Regions from separate parts of the Mus musculus genome. Here region 2 is linked to region 1. Evidence: chromatin contacts called from public HiChIP or PLAC-seq data. All regions are on one chromosome and are shown on one strand. Each heading gives the region's core, a stretch centred on a gene start, on an enhancer-like site or on the middle of the called end of the contact. The rest is flanking DNA. Distances are from core to core; before and after follow the strand shown. Region 1 overlaps Vti1a (vesicle transport through interaction with t-SNAREs 1A). Region 2 overlaps Vti1a (vesicle transport through interaction with t-SNAREs 1A).

Region 1 (4,183 bases), core at 1,328-3,827:
GCCAGGAGGAAACGTTACATATGCTCCCCGGTGCAAAAAAAGATGGAAATGAGAGCTAACGGAACGTCCTCAAGGTGCCTGGCAAGCCACTGTGGGTAGGCCCTCTAGGGGCTGCTGGTCCCTCGGTCCAGCCCTGCAGATGCTGACCTCACAAAGACAAGCAGAGGAGACACGCGCTCTGGATGCCTGCAGCGCGCTTCCGCTGAAGTGATTTCATAATTTGTTACCTCATTCGGAGAAAAGAGGTCGCACACCACAATGCTTTGTTGAGTCTTTCAAAGGGAACCTGGGTCAAACAGCCTCGCCCACGCTTGCTCGCTGCTCTTACAGAGCGCACGGAAATAGAAACCCAAAGAGGCTGGCCGTCTAGCCGGCTGCCCACCCAGCTTCAAGCCTGCAGCAACTCCATCCCACCAACCCAGAGGCACATGCGGAGTTCTGTGTCCTCCTTATGCACATGGGACCCTGGCCAGGGTCTTCCATGGGGAGAGGCGTGTGGGGCTGAGTCAAGCCTCCACTTGGGCATTTTTAGAGGAACCTTCACAGGGTCCCTGTGGCTGGGAGTGGAGGATGACACCAGGTTGCCGTTTTGGTGGCATCCTTCCCTCCCACCCTTCCTTCTTCATGGGTGGATGGGTACTACCCATTAGAGTGGTCCATTCCCTTGTGGCCCCTAACAGGACGGGTTCCCTCTCTTCCTGACAGGTTACAAAATGATCACCATTTGCTGACACGTCTTCCGCAAAGCTGCCTGAGTAGCCATGTCCGCTCCTCTCGCAGAGATGAATGGTGTGCTCTGTCCTCATTTATCATAGGAGGCTCTGTGAAGAAGCTGTCTTGTTTATTTCTTCTTGTCCCTAGAAAGCCTGTGCCCGGCACTAATTCTTCTGTGATGACAGCTAATTCAGACTTAACAGGCCATATTTACCCAGGGAGGCAGGAAGGAGTCTCTGTCCCACTCAGTAAGTAAATAAGAATAGGATTCCAGTTTATTAAAGTGAAGCTAATTAGGAACGCTGGCTGGACCTACTTAGGCATCCTCTAACATTCAAGTTGGTTTTTCTCCTTTTCTCTGGGAGGGAGACAAGTCTTTGGAATGGTCCCCTCAGCTCCCATTATGCCGAGGTCACTGTTCAAACCTCTGTTTACCCCACGTGTCAGATTTACAAAACAAATCAGGAAACCGAATCTCAGCAGTAAAGCAGATTCAAAGCATGAAACTTAAGGTTCTGCCCTAGTGACCTGACACGGTGTGTGACTCTCAGTGTGGTAGTGTGTCCCACCCACAGTGTGGGATGAGGGCCGCAAGTGTCCGATGGACAGGCAGGATGGGTAACTATGGACGTCACTAGTTGAGTCTGGAACATGGTAATAGAGTAAGCACACCGGAGTCCCCAAGTCCCCTGGCTTGTGCAGCCATGTCCACTGGCATCCTTGTCACCACGCCCCTGCGGCTCTGATGGATCTATTTGTAGTGACCGTGTAGAATTCATCTCTGAAGCTTGGACATTATGCTTTAGGTGTGGCTGGCACGTGGGAGCGGGGCAGAGAACTAACTTTCCAGGGACTGTGACGACCGAGCACGGCCTTGGTCGGTATAATCCTCCCATGCTGGGAAGAAGGCAGAAGAGATCCGGGCAAATTCCCTTGGCACGAAATGTAAGAGTAGGGAAGGATGGAGGTCAAAGTTGAAACGAGCCCTAAAGATGGAGCCACACGCTACAGTGACTCCTGAGAGCAGCCCTGGCTCTTCTCCCAGAAGGAAGAGGAATGACTGGCCACCCGGGCCAGTGTGCGCCGGTGGTGGAAGACATTAGTGCTACTACAAAAAGGGATGCCAGACATTTGAGATGAAGGGCAGAGGGCAGAAGGAATTAGAACACCCAGAGACCAGGCCGCCAGCCTAGATTTGGACTGTGAAGTGCTTCAGCAAATGTGTCTCTCTAGGGACAGAAAATGACCCGCCTGAGTGGACAGGGCTGACCCAGAAGGGAGAGGGGACATAACGGCTGGCAGTGGCAGACCCTAGCTGAAGAAGCTTGGGGAACAGCCGCTGCCCACTGCTGTTGGCCAATCCTGGTCACTCTGGGCAACAGAACTGAATGCACACTTGTAGAGTTGGGAGGAATCAGAAAAGCCGGCCAGGTCAAGGAACTCTGCTAGTGAGCCAGAAAAGAACTCTGGGGGCAGCCCCAAGTAACTTGCTGTTAACTCTGGGTAAGGGGCCTTGATGTTTCACCAGGCCAGCAGCAAACAGTCTTAATATCCCTCTTGAAAATGCAAAGTGTGTTTACCCAGTAAATAATTTAAGAAAGAGTATACACTTGAAAGAAGACGTCCACGGAACCAGCCAGGCTAAATCGCCTCCAGGCAGAAACCCGTGCATCTGCACGCTGCATTTTATCAAGTGAGCACACTGTGGCTTTAAAAGAATGCAGAGGCAAATTAAAAGGAATGTGGCCCGAAACATCAAGAATTCTCCAAGTTTACATTATGAATCACAGTGCTGTTGATAGAAGACGAATTAACCATTTACTTTGAGGTTAAACTCACACAGTATTATTGAAAACACTGATCCTTCTGTTGGAACCCGGGGAGCAGTTAATCTTCCATTGCCCGTCTCCTCCCCTTCTGGAAACTGCTCCTGTGTGTGGCATGCAGAATTACAGAAGGCTGGTTCACGTGAAGGAGGCAGGTGGCTCCCTCATCTCCTCCTGCGTGAGGGGCATTGGGGACCGTACCACCGAGGGCACTCTTCAGGGAGCTTCTGGAGATGTCCAGCACTCACTGCCCTGACCTAGTCCTTGGTGGTGTGCATTGGCATGGGCACGTGGTTGACTTTCGGTGCTCTATCCTCTAGTGGGCTTCCTATCCCCATATTTAGATGTAGAGCCTGAACCTTCCAGAGACTGCAGAGACAGGACACGGGACCTGCACCCCATTGCTATCACCTGGACGGTCACTGCCCCGTGGCCTCTCCTGGGTCCACAGAATATTTGTTCAAAGGTGATAGGTGTGGGGATTGTTTGTTACTGCAGTATGACAACTGCTCCTCTCAGTCAAGGGGAGGGGCCGCCTAGGTGCAGTGAAGTGTGGGGTGCACATGGCCCAGCAGCCATGGTCTAACTATGGCTTGTAACGCCTTCCTGGATTGGATAGCATGGATTGTTTTTTAAATATTTCACGCTACGCCTGGTGATTCAATTATTGTTTCTTTATCTTCAAAGGTTGGTTTTTTTAAATACAGATATTAAAATCACATTTGTTCATTTACATGTTTGTTTACTTGTGTGCACGCCAGTGTCCGTGTGGAGCCCAGAGGACTTGTCTCTTTTCTTTCACTGTACAGCTTTCAGCCAAACTCAAACTCATAGGCTTAGTGGCTGGCACTTCTACTTGCCCAGTCACCTTGCCAGCCCAAAGCTGGGCTCGTTTTGCATCCACTCAGTCACGGATCTTCACCTGGAAGGGCAGGGAGCTTCTTCAGCAGAGGCGGCTGCATGTTCGTGGGCAATGGTGTCTATGAGCACTTGGCAAGCTGCTCGGCCACTGCATCTGGACAGGCACAGGTAAGGGTCGTCTGCAGCATCCCATGCTGCCCTGGCTCCAAAGGTGGAGGTGTGACCTAAGCCAGACTGGCCAGTGTGCTCACTCTATTTCCCTGGCTACAGTGACTGAAGCCAGCTAGCAGCCATTTTCTTTGCATGAGGAAGTCAGCCTAAGAAACAAGCTTGGCCATGGAAGAGCAGACAATTAGGACCCCGCCCTGAAAGCATGATCAACCTCTATAGCAAGCCACCCTTCCTTTGAACTTTGATTAATATGAGAAAATAAATTAACTTCATTTTTTCAATACTGCCTGATTTGGGTCCTATATTATTTGTAACCAAAGAGCACTTCGGGTTGAGTCACAGAGCTTCCTCACCGGGGCTTTGATCTATGGCGCCCTCTAATAAGGGCTTCCGGACTGGGCCAGCTCAAGCTTGGATTTCCCTGCTCTTTGCTTCCCACTATGCTAACCACACAGGTGTCTGATTTTCTGTTTCTGTGAAGTTTTCTCCGGTAGAAAGTGGCCCTTCCACAGCCCGAATCTCTTTTATCTTTTGTATCTCTCGGACATAGAGCTTGGTAGAGATGTTAAAAAAAAAAAGAGTGTGTTGGTGGTGTAGGCAACCAAAGATCC
Region 2 (4,035 bases), core at 1,111-3,610, 78 kb after region 1:
AATAACATCTTTAGTCTGTGTACTCATTTGAAAGTCCCTCCCTGTGAGGGGTGCATCTGTGTCCAACTTGGTTCTGTAACTACATTCCTGAGGTCAGGGAACAGAATTTGTAAAAACTCAGAGAAACGGATACATCTCCAAAGGAGAAATACAAATGGCAGCAAACACAAGAGAAGATGCTTGCCATCATTTAGCCATTGGAGAATGCCAGAGCAAACCACGAGGCTTCCCCATCTGTGCCAAGCAACCCTAACAGAAAGACAGACAATAACAAGTGGTGGGAAGGAAGTCAGGAAGTCAGAGCCCAACACACAGCTGCTGGGCCGTGAACCACAACACTCCCCTCAGCACACAGCTGGCATTTCCTCAAAAGTCAAGCAGAGGAGGTACCGTTATCACTTAGGATTCTATTCTTAGGTACACAGAAAGGGGAAATGCAAACATACATTCACAAGAAAAGCTTTTCAACAACATTATTCATTATAGGCAACAGGCGGAGACAACCCAGAAGTTCACATCTTGGCAGATAAGCAGATGAATAAAGCTTGTGAGTATACTGGTAAAGTATGTATATACGCACATGCACAGTATAGGAGAAGGCTACTGGCCAACCAAAAGACACTTGGTATTAACACACGCCTCACCATGGATGGCCCTTGAATTCATTATGCTAAGTGAAAGAAGGGAGACACAAAACGGCCCATGATGTTTGACTCTGTGCATGTGAAATGACCAAAACAGTCAAACCTATAGAGACAGAGGAAGATGGGCCATTGTCAGGAGATGGGAGGGACAAGGAATATTTTCTTTTAAGGGTGATGAAAATATTTCAGAATTGACTTTGGTGGTGGTGGTTGTCTGACTAAGCAAATATGCTAAGAGCCAGGGAACTATACATCTAAATGGGTGGGTATGTGGTATGCAAATCATATCTCAATAAAAGCTATTAAAAACTCAATAGAGGCACACAGTCATTAAACTATAAGACTCAAGGATCAATTAAATTTAAATCAGAGTGCCGAGTACATGTGTGTGTCTATAATGGCATCTTATGTGGATAATTGCTTTATATGTTCGATTGCTTTAAACCCATTTTTACATTTATATTATTTTTCAGGAGCAGCTGAATTTTAGGGAGGTAAATAATAAACAAGGCTATTGTGGCTCTGGAAATGACATTCTTTTATTTTACTACCTAGGATTGACTCGACGGTGTAAAATGCTATTAGGAGAAAGAATGGCCAAGTCTGAATGAGAGCATGTATTTCATCGTGAAGATAAAAGTCTTTCTTCTCTCTAGTGAATACAGGTAATTTCAGAAGCAGCGACTCCTAATTATTCAGTGTTGAAAAGCTAAAAAAAAAAGGTTCACATTGAAAACAGTGACCTCCAGTTTGCTCTGTGAATGAAGACAGACACAAATTCTCATTTTCCTGGAATCCTGGTTGATAAGTGAGTTGGGGAAATGCATGCATTTCTTCATTACAGTGCAGTCGACTGTTCATTTAAATAACAATGACGGGCATAAAAGCCACAGCCGCATTATCTAGCAGTTCTACTGTGTTGAAACGCATTATTAGAGTGAACAATGCCAAGTACAGTAAATAAATGGCTGTCCCTCATTTTAGCATTATTCCTGCTTGCTTAGCTTTGTGAGAGGGCACCATCATTACGATGGCTGCATTCAACACCTTGGCCAACACCATTCACATGCATAACTCTTGAGCTGGGTTTACAAGTAGTTACGGTCTTTTCTAGCTCACGGAAAGCGAGGGGGAAGTCACCCCACCCGGTACTTAGGTATCAGGTAGTTTCAACGGAAAATAGTTGCAGAAATCAATGTTTGTTCACTGTGTCTGTGTTAAAACGGAAGCCTCCATTAGGGACAGCACACACAATAGGCTGGTTTAAAGTTGTGAAGTCTGTACCCACAATCCGACTTGAAATCAACTGTGTAAGAACTTGCTATTGGTTCTGCCTTTCACGTCAAAGTAGACACCGTCCTTTACTTTCTCTTCCATTGCCTGAAATGACTAGTGTCTTAGCCCAAAGCTCCAGGCAAACTTGGCTCTGAGTGCATCTTCTGTCTCCCAAACGTAGGAAAAATAAAAGAAGCTATTTGGAATGATTTGGTCTTGAGTCTCCAGCTTGCACACTTAAGGTGACCTGGGGTACAGTATGTGACAGAGGAAGAGGAGAGAACTTGAGCAGGCGAGGCCGTCACAGACAACACAAGCTTGCAGCATGTCTTTCCAGCCAGGCTTCCAGACATGCGCATGAAGTCACAGACAAGACTTCCTATGAATCAACAAGCATCGTCCTCATCCAGTCATGATTCAGAGTTTATCATTCTTTAGCAGTGAGTCACTTTCTCCCCACCCTCATTGAACCTCTAGATTTTCTGTACAGCAAAGCTCAGGGCAGGAAGAAGTGCAGTGCACAGTTTGAAGCTGTGTTTGGGTAGCAAGCCCGGCCCTGTCCCTCACTGGGTTTGTGCAGAGTGCCCACCCATAGCCCCTGCCTTGCCATTCCATGCTGCTGTTCGTAGCCCTGCTCTAATGCTCCTTTATCCAGCTTCTTCATCTCAGGCCAGGCATCCCACGGCAGCAAGTGCAACACAGTTAAGAACACCCCTGTGCATGCCTGCTGCTGTGCCTCTCCAAAATTTATATCATGTAAAGTTTCTCACTAGACAGATGCCCCCTCCCCATTTTACCAGATCTTTACTCTGCCATGACTTCATGTGGGTGAAGGAAGCCTGAGACAAGAGGGCTGGCTGCACAGGATGGATGGGAGGAGTGTCCCACATGTTTCAAATGTTTCTTGCTCTTTCTTGATCCCAACCGGAACCTCTCTTTACCCTGTGAACTCTTAGAAAAACGATGCATCCCTTCCTTCCCTGGCATCTTCCCTTGAGTGGGACCTTATGGGACCCATACCTTCTCCTTGGACTCATCTCCTCTCTGGGGAGCCTAGGAGGTCCGCTCCCAGCTGGTGCGCTCCTGTGTTGATGCACATCCTGACTGCTGAGATGAGCTCTTCACAAGTTTGCAGTTTGCTTGACAAAGCAGCTGCCTTGCCAGGCTTTGGTGTACTTACAAAGTAGTTAGTGGTTCAGAAATCTCTTCCCTGGGGTTAGCAGCCTGCCTCCAACACGTGTACAAGGCCCTGGTCTCAGATACGAGCAACAAGTGACATCAACAGGCACTGCAAAGATGCAGGGTAGCCTGCCAAAGTCTTCAGAAGCTTACTGTGCCCTTGAAGTGGGTCATCCTCAGGAGCTGTCGCTTTTCATCTACCCAGCAGGTGTGTGTCATCAAATAAATATCATAAAATGTCTTCCAGTCTGCAACAAATATCTGGCAAGGAAAAGAGGCGCGAGGGCCTGCTGCCTATCGTGCTTGACGGAGGTGCGCCTCCAGAGATGCCCTTCCTAAAAATGGGAAAAAGCAGTATTTTATGAGCTAAAGGTTTCCTACCCCTGTTATTTTGGCCTTCTCTCCCGTTTATCCACTCTCCTCATCCTCTCAGCCAGCAAGTTTCCTAAAGTACTCTCAGGGCTGTAAGTTCATAAGTGTTCAACAAAGGAGACCCTCGAAGCTCGGTGCCACAAAACTATATTTCCCCTCAAAGTCCGTTAGTTTAAAAAAAAAAGTAGGTCAACTGGTTTTCTTGGTTTTCATCATCACCATGGTTTAAAGTTTAAATTATTGATGCTCTTTTCCTTATGTTGGAAGCATTAGGAGACAGTAAAACAGAGAGCTTGTAAATTGCATAGTTTGGTAATTAACAGGACGGGAAGGTATGAAATTATGTATCTCAATTCTCATTAGATATTCCTAAACTTACTTCATCATTCCATGCCTAAATACTAGACATCATCAAGTCAAAAATATTTTTTAAAAGCAGTTAACACCGACTTTAAAGTTATAAGAAGATCTTACAATAGAGGAAATGTATTTGTCCTGTTTTCAAGTTTATGTACAAAGATTCTAACCCCTGAACCACAGATGGCTCTCGCAGAAGCATGAACAC

What was found. HiChIP or PLAC-seq counts read pairs in DNA pulled down with a chosen protein or histone mark.
Region 2: an HNF4G HiChIP or PLAC-seq map of pancreatic cancer cells shows a contact between it and region 1. The contact joins two enhancer-like sites. A contact is called at or near these places in 7 of 484 Hi-C or Micro-C datasets (MC3T3-E1-derived osteoblasts, bone marrow-derived dendritic cells, brown adipocytes and 4 more) and 5 of 115 datasets of contacts at active chromatin or transcription factors (the 230-238 cell line, astrocytes, extraembryonic endoderm stem cells and 2 more).

Annotation. Positions count from the first base shown.
Region 1 is chr19:55,619,060-55,623,242 of GRCm38.p6, reverse strand. All of the region lies in intron 7 of Vti1a (vesicle transport through interaction with t-SNAREs 1A), which reads right to left. Among named protein-coding and RNA genes, the nearest start is that of Gm41871, 80 kb to the left of the region's middle. Within about 2 kb of position 2,577, at least 40 of the 459 cell types and tissues checked have an H3K27ac peak or open chromatin away from gene starts, as enhancers often do. A contact at or near this core is called in muscle stem cells and pancreatic cancer cells, where this site is marked.
Region 2 is chr19:55,540,971-55,545,005 of GRCm38.p6, reverse strand. All of the region lies in intron 7 of Vti1a (vesicle transport through interaction with t-SNAREs 1A), which reads right to left. Among named protein-coding and RNA genes, the nearest start is that of Gm41871, 160 kb to the left of the region's middle. Within about 2 kb of position 2,360, at least 99 of the 459 cell types and tissues checked have an H3K27ac peak or open chromatin away from gene starts, as enhancers often do. A contact at or near this core is called in muscle stem cells and pancreatic cancer cells, where this site is marked.